2 separate regions of the Mus musculus genome follow, and region 2 is linked to region 1. The links are chromatin contacts, called in public promoter capture Hi-C maps. All regions are on one chromosome and are shown on one strand. The core of a region is the stretch at or near the end of the contact, and the rest is flanking DNA. Distances in the headings are between cores, read along the strand shown.

The links. Promoter capture Hi-C pulls out the DNA fragments that hold promoters and counts their contacts.
Region 2: a contact with region 1 is called in a promoter capture Hi-C map of hippocampal neurons, with 6 times the contacts expected there. The contact joins the promoter of Tbl1xr1 here to the enhancer-like site in region 1. A contact is called at or near these places in 4 of 39 promoter capture datasets (cranial neural crest, embryonic stem cells, hippocampal neurons and 1 more) and 1 of 115 datasets of contacts at active chromatin or transcription factors (forebrain).

Annotation. Positions count from the first base shown.
Region 1 is chr3:20,731,502-20,737,105 of GRCm38.p6, reverse strand. No RefSeq gene overlaps it. Among named protein-coding and RNA genes, the nearest start is that of Gm31552, 88 kb to the left of the region's middle. Within about 2 kb of position 2,420, at least 9 of the 459 cell types and tissues checked have an H3K27ac peak or open chromatin away from gene starts, as enhancers often do. A contact at or near this core is called in hippocampal neurons, where this site is marked.
Region 2 is chr3:22,074,825-22,080,738 of GRCm38.p6, reverse strand. It overlaps Tbl1xr1 (transducin (beta)-like 1X-linked receptor 1), which reads right to left and starts at 4,087. Exons shown (of 16, transcript NM_030732.3): 1 at 3,785-4,087. It also overlaps the pseudogene Gm5842.

The sequences.
Region 1 (5,604 bases), core at 1,171-3,670:
CATACATAATCAAAAGAATATCAAAAAATTAATGATGTGTTCTTGCTATAGATTAGCAATAATTAAAATGAAAAGTATTGAAGTTTATGTTTAAAACAATATTCATCAATATACCTCAGAAGTATATCATAAAATAAATATTTTGAGAGCAAGTTGTAGCACAAGGCCTAGACATGGTACATTAGTAGAAACAATACTAAATGTATTTATAAAATACTGTAGCTAGTTATAGACATAGTATACAAATGTAAAAATGTAACTATGGACCTACCTCTGGGAAAGAAAGAATGAACTAAGGATGGTATTTAAAGGAGTAGAAGTTTAATCTATATCAGCCATTCTCAACCTGAGGGTCACAATTCCTTTGGTGGTTGACTGATCCTTTTACAGAGTTTGCTATCAGATATACTGCATAGCACACATTTACATCATAATAATATTAGCAAAATTACAGTTTTGAAGTAGCCATGAAATACATTTTGGTTAGTGATTGCCACATTAAAGAGTCACAGCATTTGGAAGGTTGGGAACCACTGATCTATGTGCATTTAAATTGTGTGTGTGTGTGTGTGTGTGTGTGTGTGTGTGTGTGTATTCTATCAACATATATTTTAAAATCCTGATGGTAACAATTTGAAGGCCCTACTGGAATTTGTCTTTATAGTGTGCTTTTTAAAATTATAATCGATACAGAATGATGCTAGTGATATATGTGGCTGTGCTCTGGGCAAGGTGTTTCCAGGTTCTTTGTCTTTCTATTCAAAGAACAGAAATAAAGGCCCAGACAATTTAATGTAGCAAGGAAATTTTATTTAAAACAAGGGGACATTAGATGTCAGAAAGAAATACATCATCATGCATGACAATAGATGACATGTGTGAGGATAGCCAAGGTCCATAATTTTTTATTGAAGTTTTTTTCTTATGAGGTTCAAGAAAGGGAGTTTGGTTGCTAGGGCTTGCAGTACAGGCCTTCTCTATTTTGATCGACAGGACTAGATTATGTATCTCTTTGTTCATTACACATTTCTCTTCCCATTTTGCATTTAGTTTTAATTATATGCATACCACATTATGCATATAATAACTACGCATAGGAATGGAATGGTAAGTAGGAGATCCTCCCCTGAAAGTTCATCTGGTAAACATGGTTTGTCTTATTGCACAAGCTTGCCTTATTGCATAGGCACATAAAGCCAGTTCGAGTGGGACAACCCTTTCACCTTCATACCTGGATATAACTAGAGTAAGACTGGTTAGAACCTGTAAAATTTGAAAGTTACTGATTGGAAAAAATATTGATTTTTCAGAGAAGGGTGCACATGCAATTGGATGCACATATAGGCCCTAGGTTGCTATTTGTTCTAAAAGACTTTTTGGGAAGATGTGTATATACAATATGTGCAGATAGTGGTCTGAGGTTGTGAAGTGTATTATTAGAAGAGAGAACGTAATAAGTAAATAGCCAAAGCCAAGTGGAGCGCCAGGTTGCTAATCTATTCCCTGTGCTTGCCTGTCACACTAGCAAGCCTTGCTCTAAGCTTCCCATATATCCTCATACACAGCAGCAGCATGGTGTGATCTATGATCTCTATTATCAGTAAAACTTGGTTCCTATCACTGACCCACTGTGGGAATGCTGCATAACTCTGGAACACTTACTCTGTTTCTGCTTTAGAATTCTGTGTCCTTCTCTTGTTTGCAGATTATGTTTGAGAACTCTGTGAGATGATAAGTGATGTATTGAATTACCCTGCACTTAGCATCCAGTCAAATACAGTTATTTTTGTGGTGCTTAAGCCCTTCATTTTTTCACATAGAAAAGAAGTAGGTGTAGGTTCCTGACTTGTTTTTAAATGAACATTTATTTCTATGTTATACTTGCCTGGGTTTTCATTTTTGTGGATGCTATTCATAACTTAGGACATAATGAAACAGTAGCAATTTCCTCAAACCTTCCCTGGGGTGCACCATCTTAAATTGTATCCTTTCCAATAATGTACTTTCCTATTTATTTAGAAAAGAAATCCGTATAAAACCAAAAGGTTTAAAGGGGCAAACCATTCTAGAAAAGATTCTCAGTATAAAAGTTAATTTTATGGAACAAGCCCTTTGATTTCATTTAAAAAAAAAAAAACAATTAACTACGCTTTGTTTCTTATTTCAGTTTGCTTTCCAATAAATGTATAGATGCCCTTTCAATCCATGTATGTGGCCAGACTGCTTTCATAGAAGCCTGCTATCTGGCAAAGTTTTTATCTGGGCCATTGTAAGCAATTGAGATTCCTTATGCAGTCTATAGATTTGGAACGAATGGTCAACAGTCAGAACCAGGAACTCAGAAGCTTTAGAAGTCTTCCCAGTTGCAGGCAGCCTCATTTTGACTTGTTCTACAAAGCAAAACATAACAGCATCCCACATAACCTTGGAAAGAAACCCGAAAACAAAATGTCACATGCCTAAACCACATGTGGAAGATTAGAATGTAAATAGAAAAATTGGGAGAATTTTTGCAGCTTCTCAAACCATAGTAGATAAGGAATATCTTCATAATGTGAAAAGAGCCTTTTTATTATCAGAAAGCTTTGACAAGTAGCTTCCCACGCAGCTTATCAAGCTGAATGCCAGGAACATAACCAGAATACTGAATCTGTTCCTGCTTTATTGTGTGGGAAGGGGCAGTTTCCTGCATTTAATTCAACGACTGCACTGAAAAACTGATAGGTCCCTAGAAGTGCTATTGATTTAGAGAGGGAGAAAGGCAGGGAAAGAAAGAGTGAGAGAAGGAGGGGAGGACAGAAAGTGACAGAGAATACTACCTACCTTTTTCTGTTTCTTTATGAATACTTGTTTCCACAGTAATGGTCATTATTGTCACCTGCTTATCCCTCCTCATGGCTCCTTATCACCTCCTCCTCTCTTATGTCCCAAAGATTGCTTCCAATCCTATTTGTCCTACAATGGACAATTGGACAAATCTTAGGCTAGTTCAGAAAAGAGCCTGTGGGTTTTTGCTCCTACGTACTAATCTTAAACTTGGAGTAGAGCAGAAATGTGAGCTATTACAAGATCATTTGAACAGTGTATTCCTGTGCAGTACCCGCCCCCCCCCCACGCCTTCCCCATTTGACTATGACTGGTCATGTTCCAATTCAGTTGGTAAAAAAGCTGATGGAAGAGGGCTGTGCACTAAGACCACATGGCCTCCAGCCCAATGACTCTATCTGTTATCTTGTTTTTATGTTTATTAGCTTTTAATTGGCAATGCTAACTGCATGTCTTACATATTAGAGTCCAATGTCTGGATATACCTGTATATCAGGAAATGCTTAGGTCAGGCTGAGTGCTGAGCACTTAGCATTTCTCCTGTGGAAAATATTTTGGTTTTAGCAGTGAAAACTAGGGTCACCATGGAGACAGCTATGCCATGCTTGTCTTCCACAGACTATTCTCTTAAATCGAATATTCTCTGTGTATTCCTTTCTAAGCCCCCCTGCTGCATTTCTCTTTTCTTTTTCTTTTTAATTATGGTATTAGATTAAACAATCTCTTGTATGCCAGAACCTCTGGATGGTCACAAATTAGTTGAAAGAAGAAATGAAAAACTAATCTAGATGTATGCTGAGTACCTTATAAACTTATTCTTTTAAAAATGTATTACACTGCATGTATTTTTTCAGTTTGTGTGGGGGTATGTGTGTATATGAGTACATATGCTATGGCACGTGTGGAGGTTAGAAGACAGCTTGTAAGCACTGATCCTCTCCTTCCACTATAGGAAGCTGGAGACGAAACCCAGGTCATCATTCTTAGCAGCAAGTGTCCTTAACCTCTAAGCCACTTGGAAGAAATGAAAGGAGGGGGAAAAATGTGATCAGGACAGATTACATGAAAAAAAAAATTAAGCCAATAAATTAAAAAATGAATAAACACATTTTAATGTTTTAAAAAATAATTTCTAGAGCCCAAATAGCCACCTCACCTTCCTGCACCCAAATGTGAACACTTAGCCACAGCTGGGTAGAACACACTCCTTTCTTTCCCAAATGGCAACCAATTATGTTGTTTCCCTTCATCATACCTTCCATGTTTCCATCCCATGACCCTAAAAGGTAAAGACTAATTCCCTTATTCTTAGCTACTTCCTTAAAAAAAAATCCCTAGCAGTCTAGAGTAGCTGTTTCCAATTGTAGGAACAGTTCAACAATTAATTCATTGATATGTCAATAGCTTAAAATATTAATTAAAATAGGTGAGCACTTGTTTTCTGGTACTTCTCCAAAACAAACTATATGTTTCCTATCAAGTAGATAATTTATTTAATACCCCCCCCAAGTTTGTTAGTTCTATTTTTAGAGATTTCAGAATCCAATAATCAATTTTCATGCTTGATTTTCCTGTTTTACAATTCAGAGGGGACTGCAATATTTTTCTCACTCATACTCAGAAAGGGACCAAATCTTGTTATTGGAGGAAAGTAGTAAGTCAGTCAATCTGTCTGTGTGTGTGTGTGTGTGTGTGTGTGTGTGTGTGTGTGTGTGTGTGTATGAGAGAGACAGAGACAGAGAGACAAAGAGAGACAGAGATATAGAAATAGAAATTGGGGGATTACTCTGCTTTATTCATGGGGGAAAAAAAGAAGTAACTCCAAAGACCCACACAGTGAGGGAGAAGTAGCTCCACAGACCCACACAGTGAGGGAGAAGTAGCTCCATAGACCCACACAGTGAGAAGTAACTCCACAGACCCACACAGTGAGGCAGAAGTAGCTCCACAGACACACACAGTGAGGCAGAAGTAGCTCCACAGACACACACAGTGAGATGTAGCTCCACAGACCCACACAGTGAGGCAGAAGTAGCTCCACAGAGCCACACAGTGAGATGTAATCCCACAGAACCAAAAGGAGCTTTGGAACAAGGTGATCCAAAGTCCTGAGCAAAATGGTGATTCACAGAGAGCTACTGAGCAATATAGTGACTCATACAGAAAAACATGTCCTATTATCAGTGGACATAGATTAGGAATTTGAAATTAAAATCAGAGGCAAAAGTAGTTCACTGCAAAGATTTTCCAGAAGTTATTTAAACAACAAATGAACAACATTAACAATCAGTTAAGACAGTAAATGTATGGTAATACTTATGCATACACAGAAAAATCTATTTTAAACATTATGAACCAATTATTACTTAATTGGATGATAATGTAGTGCAGTGGTTGATCATTTGCTTAGCACTTGCCAGTCCCTGGATTTAATCCCTGCTACCTCAATAAAAATTATTTTTATTATTATATCATTATAAATAAAAATAAATATTTTATTTGGTTACTACTTTATATCATGAGATTTAGGTTTTAGAGACAGGCTCTAAGTGCAGAGTCCTGGCTGGCTTATAATTCACTACTCAGGTCACTTTGACCTCTGATTCATATCGGTCCACCTATCTCTGCTTTGGGAATGAGGAGAAAAAAGAATATACACAGTTGATATAACTATTATAGTAATAACAAGTATACTGTGTCTTGTGTCCTTTACATGTATTGTCTTCCAATGGATGCTTACCAGTTCTGAAATATAGGAAGTAGTTTTTCTATATTATT
Region 2 (5,914 bases), core at 2,838-5,337, 1.3 Mb before region 1:
CAAAGAAACTAGGAGAGATGTGGAACAACACTGCAGTGTATGACAAGCAGCCCTATGAGAAGAAGGCTGCCAAGCTGAAGGAGAAGTACAAGAAGGATATTGCTGCCTACAGAGCTAAAGGAAAACTGATGCAGCGAAAAAGGGGGTGGTCAAGGCTGAAAAGAGCAAGAAAAAGAAGGAAGAGGAAGATGATGAGGAGGATGAAGAGGATGAGGAAGAGGAGGAAGATGAAGATGATGATGATGAATAAGTTGGTTCTAGCACAGTTTTTTTTCTTGTCTATAAAGCATTTAACCCCCTGTACACAACTCACTCCTTTTAAAGAAAAAAATTGAAATGTAACAAAAAAAGAAGAAGAAGAAGAAGAAGAAGAAGAAGAAGAAGAAGAAGAAGAAGAAGAAGAAGAAGAAGCCGCCACCTTCCAACCCAATGCACAGGGTGACACTCCGGCAATACACAGCATGCCAAACACTTCTGAACACTACACATCTATTGTCTCAACTCTATGATACAAGGGGAAAACTTAAGGCCTAAGTTCTACCCTCAAGGGCACCACCGAGAGGGACAGAGACTGAGTAGTTACCAAAAGCACCCTTGCTCAGACCACTACAAGACAACACAACATGCAGGAACACTCAGTTTTGAGAAATGCTCGATTGTGTGGACTGTTGACCACACTCTTCTCTCCACTCTTAATATTCTCTTCCTACCACCAGTATACGGAGGCTACCTTTATTTAATCTAGGGAAAACAGGAACGGACAAGACCCCATACCTCAGCATACAGAAGGCTTAAGCATGATATCAGGACTCCTAGACTATTCACCAGAGGTACCTCAGAGCTCAGCCCAATCAGAAACAAGAAGTCTGTCAGGAAATCAGAAATCCAAGCGTGGCAAAGCAGCAGGGAAATGTGTCATAAACTGTCATCCAGAAAGAGCATGGAACAAGGGTCAAAACGACCTGGTAGAGGCCTCTTCAAAGCCTAATAAACACCTTGGAGCACCTTTCCATCTCACCACAGAGAAAGCCAACACTACAGATTGGTCACAGGGATCAGTCTGAAGGCCTGAGCGACAGGCAGTGTGACAGGCAGTGTGACAGGCAGTGTGACAGGCAGTGCCTCCTCACACCTTCCTGGAGGTGGCTCAGGCAGAGTCCCTGTCCTTGTCCAGATGTCTGGCAAAAAGGCAATAAACTGTACAATTACTAAGTAGGATGCCACCAACATAAGTCGTCAGACCTCCTGACCATCATCCCAAGGCTCTGTTGATGGCAGTTCAGCAAGCAAGGTGAAGGCCTTCTTGCTACACAACCCCAGGTCTGAGGACAAAATGTAAATGTCTCCTGCTCACTGTTTCCTCTTCCCACTTCAGGGATGTACATACACTGTAAATATTTCTGAAAATGAGTCAAATTCACATGTACTAGAAAAACAGTTGTAAGCAGAGCCAATGTTTCTGCCATCTCTCTCAGTGTTAATGTAAGTATCAAACCTTAACAAATAGTTTCAGCTCCATCCACACCTGCTCAGTGAATGTCCACAGTAGCCAGCCATCCTTGGAGAAACTGTGTGGAGACCACTCTGCAGTTACACTTCATCGCTGTAAGTGAACTAGGACATTTACTCAACAGGTTCAAGTGTCAAAGGTCCATGTGTCAGCCCCTTTTCATCAGAGACCCCATGTTTATAAAGCTGTAGCGACCTAGCTCGCTAGCTTGAAAGCTTACCAGTTTCACAGGAAGCAGTTATTTCTGGTTCTCTGGCAGACAGGTATTATGATAATCAGTCTTGCAAAAACCTTAATTAGATGGAGACTACAAGTATCAAAAGAGGTTCTTGGGTTTATATAAAAAGTTAAAATGTTTTATTGGTCTTCAACAAAATACAATATCAAGGTTGGGCAGTAGCTCATTGGTAGAGCACTTATCTATCAGGAGTGAGGCTCTAGGCTCAATTCCCAACACTACCAAAAAAAAAAAAAAAACCACCCACACACTCCATTTACCACCAGTCTCCTATGCTAACAACATGTACAGATTAGAAGTGTGCTTCAAAGACAGGGTCAACTGCAAGAATTCTGAAGACGTTAACAAGTTAATGAAGTTGCTTAGCTTTTTTTACACATATTTTCTTTCCTCACAGGGTTGGCGTGTTCGTCCTAAATTCTAGAGATCTGAGTTTACAAACTAAAGGTAAGACAAGTAATTTGAGTGTTTAGTGTTTGCGATTACAGACTTCATCCCATGCAGGGCAGCAAAACTAAGAGAGAAATAGTCAAAGCAGCAGAGAAGCCTCCATTTAGACACGAAGGGCACACAGGACCTGCCCAACCCCTTTCAGGCAGGCTGGCGACCTACCGCCCCTCCCCCATAGCTAAATGCCAACTGTTTCTAGAACTCTCAGTGATAATTTGGGAAGTTTGCCATTAACTCCCACGATTCAATCCAACTGATACACAGTGTTTTTGTGCAGATAAAGATGCCCTACTTCCCCAGACTATAAACTTATTAAAGTGGCGAGAACATACAGTCCCAGGAAGTCAGGATTACTGAAGTGCTCCAATAAGCATGGGTCTTATTTAACAAAACTGAACGTGAATCACACAGGGAAACCCAAAACTCATTTACTACCTTCAATGGGCCACCAAGATACTGCAAAGCACTTTAGCTAAGTTAAATCAGTAAGACATGGCCTTGTATTGTTTTACACTGATGGGGGGCTTTCAATCTCAAGATTCAAACTAGAAATAACACATCATTTCATCCACCGTACTTTATTAACATGTTTAGACCAGCATAAGGTTCTTATATGGAAAAACAAGAAAGCCAACAGTAAACTTCCCTAATTAACTGTAAATGGCATATAACCCTTCACCCTGGGGCCGATAAAGTCCAACCAAGGTTTTAAGAAAACTCCAGACTGTTAAAGAAATGTAATGTTTAGCTATGTTCCAACTCTTCTGTGTGATCACCAAATTATTTTCAGTGTTGGGTAACCTAACAAAGAGAGCGTTTCTTAAAAGCCACCCAACCCAAATGTTACACAGAACAGACCATTTTCACAACCTAAATTTAATCCAAATTGAGAACTTCCAAAATTACCGAACACTCTAACACATGCATGATTCGCCTCGAGCTGCCTTTCAACGTGGAATTACACTTAAATGAAAGTCAGCCCCTGTTCCAAAAAAAAAAAAAAAAAAAAAAAAAAGACATCGGTTGCAAAGAGGAAGTCACCCAGCAAACACTCACAACGTGGCTCTATACTGTCAGAAGATAATGTGACTTGTGTGCCACCCCGAAACTTACCAGGAAGCTGGCAATAAGTTTGCCAACTGTATACACTTCTGACCCAACTTTACCGAGGCTGTGGCCAGGGCCTCCTCGTGGGGAGGCCACAGGCACAAGGTGCCCACACTCGCGTCCTGAGTGAGCGAGGCCCGGCCGCGCCCCTCCCCCGCCCGCGCCCCAACAGCCGCCCGCGGTCCCCGCCGCCGCCCGGGGTCTCCGCGCGCCACAGCCCGAGGGGTGCGCGACCGGGCGACTGCAGCCCGCGCGCCCGAGCGCGGACCAGCACCCATCCTGAGCCCTGGCCGCTCCCCCGCTATGTGAGCACAGGGCGGCTGCGGCCCCGCATCCAGCCTGCGCCCCCAAGCCCGCTCGCCTGGGCCCAGTGCCTCCCGCAGCCACCCCGACCCGGGGGGGCAGCACGTGAGCGCAGCCGCCCCTCCCCCGCGCCCAGGCCAAGTTCGCGGCGCCCGCAGCCCCGGGCCCGCGCTCACCTGCTTGGCGACGCTGTCCCCTCCAGGACGCGCGGCGCTCCCCTCCTGGCCGCCGTCGGCACCCCGAGGCGCCCTGGGGTGCGGGCGCTGACAGCCGGGCAGCGGGTCCGGCGGGGGAGGGGCGCGGGGGCAGGGCGCAGCACCGAGGCAGGAGGGGAGCTGTTACTAAGGGAGAGAGCCAAGCGCGCGAGCGGCCAACGGCTCCGGCTCGGCACCGGGGAGCGCGGGGACCAGCCAGGCACAAATGAGCTCCGGGCCCGCGGCGGCGACGGCCGCGCAGCAAAACAAACCCGAGCGGCCTGCGCCCGGCGCGCGGGGAGGGAGGAGGGAACAGGGAGCGAGGAGGGGGAGGGGTAGAGGGGGAGGGGGTGGAGGGGGAGGGGAGGAGGACCCGAGGAGGGGGAGGGGAGACGAGGGGAGCGGAGGGGTGGGGCGCGCCCGGAGGGGGAGGGGAGGAAGTGAGGAGGACCCGGGAGGGGGAGGGGAGCGGAGCCGGGTGGTGGAAGAGAAGGAGAGCTGGGCGGGGGAGGGGAGCCTGGAGGAGGAGTGGGGAAACGGGTTGTGGAGGGGGAAGGGAGCCCCGAGAAGGAGAGGCGAGGGGGAAGGGAGCCTGAGCCTGGGAGGGGGAGGGGAACCTCGACGGGGAGGGGGACCTGGGAGGGGGAACTTAGAGGGAGGAGCGCCGGAGTGGGGGAGGGGCGCGGCGGAGGGGCGGGGCCGCGGTGGAGGCAGCGCGGCGGTGGCGGTGGGGGTGGCGGCCGACGAGCCGTTCCACACTCGGCTTCCTCACTCGCTCCGCTCTCCCTCCACCCAGCCTCCCTCGCTCGCTCGCGGCGCTGGGGGCTGGGCTCGCCGCGCATTCGTTCCAGAGCCCGCAGCCGGGGCTGTCCCGCTGCCTGGGTGGCGCTTGAGTCCCTTCGCCCGCAGCAATCCCGCGAGCCGCGGCCGCTCCGATCCCCGGAGGCGGCCGGCAGCTGCGGGAGCTCGGCGCGGGCTCCACATGGACTCCGCGTTCAAAGTGCCGCACACTTGGATGCGCGTAAACACGCCCGCTCCGGAGCGTACCTGGAAAGGTGCTTCGCCTGCCGTGAGCGAGTTCTAGGATGGGACCCGGAGCACCGCGCGTGGGGAGACGCGCAGCGCGCACGGCGAGAGGGGTTTGGTGAAAACGCAAAGCTGAAATTGAAGTTGTGCGCCCAAATGTGCGACTTGTCTGCGGGTCTTTTGGGAAGGTTTGATGGATCAGTTCTCATTGCGCGAAAATAAAGCCATAGACAGAATGAATGTTCACTAAGTGTGCACCGCGGTGTGATATCCACGGGAGTTTATATTATCTACTTTCTGCATGCGTCTGGCACGTGAAGGCGGTTTCTGAAGTACAGTTTGGCTGCCCAATAATGTCAAAATGTGGCTGCCGGAGCGCCGAGGATTTTTAAAATACTGCGGTGACCTTCCTGAGCCTTTCAGAAACCTGGGCTGTAAGAGGCACCCTTCCTTTTAATTCTAGCATATATCTTGAAACTCTGCTTTTTTGTTACTATCTTTAAAAATACTTTGCAACCTTCTTTGGTGAAAGGTTCTAGTTTCAAGTTGTCAAAACATTTGGAAACGTGTATTCCTGTCAAGCAGTGGTCTTCCTTTAGTGCTTCAAAGATAAATTTTCAAACAAAGTATCATTTGAAGTAACTTTCACAGCTATAGACTGTGCAGCCTAACAAACTCCGAGACTAGATTAGATTTGGTTCAGCCAAGGTCAATGACTCTCCCCTGTTGGCCCCTCCCTGGAGGCGGTTACCTATTTTGACAGGCGTAGCTGGAAGGTGGAAAGGCACCAAAGAAAGTCTATGGAGTTGCAAACGCCCTTTCTACCAGAAAAGTTCAAAGCTTGAGCCTGGGTGTCCCCGGAGCTATTGTCACTTGTGAAAGAGGGAATGTTAGATTAAACAATGTCACCTGATGGGAATGTAGATTATACTGGGTTTCCAAAACACTTCTGTCCAGTTAAGGGAAACAGCACTGAGGAAGCCAAAGACGAGGCCTGCCTCCGTCCTTCAGCTGCCCAGAGCATTTAGTATCTTACCATTGTGTAAGAGCTGTCCACTTACGGTATGCTGTTTGCTCAACATAAAC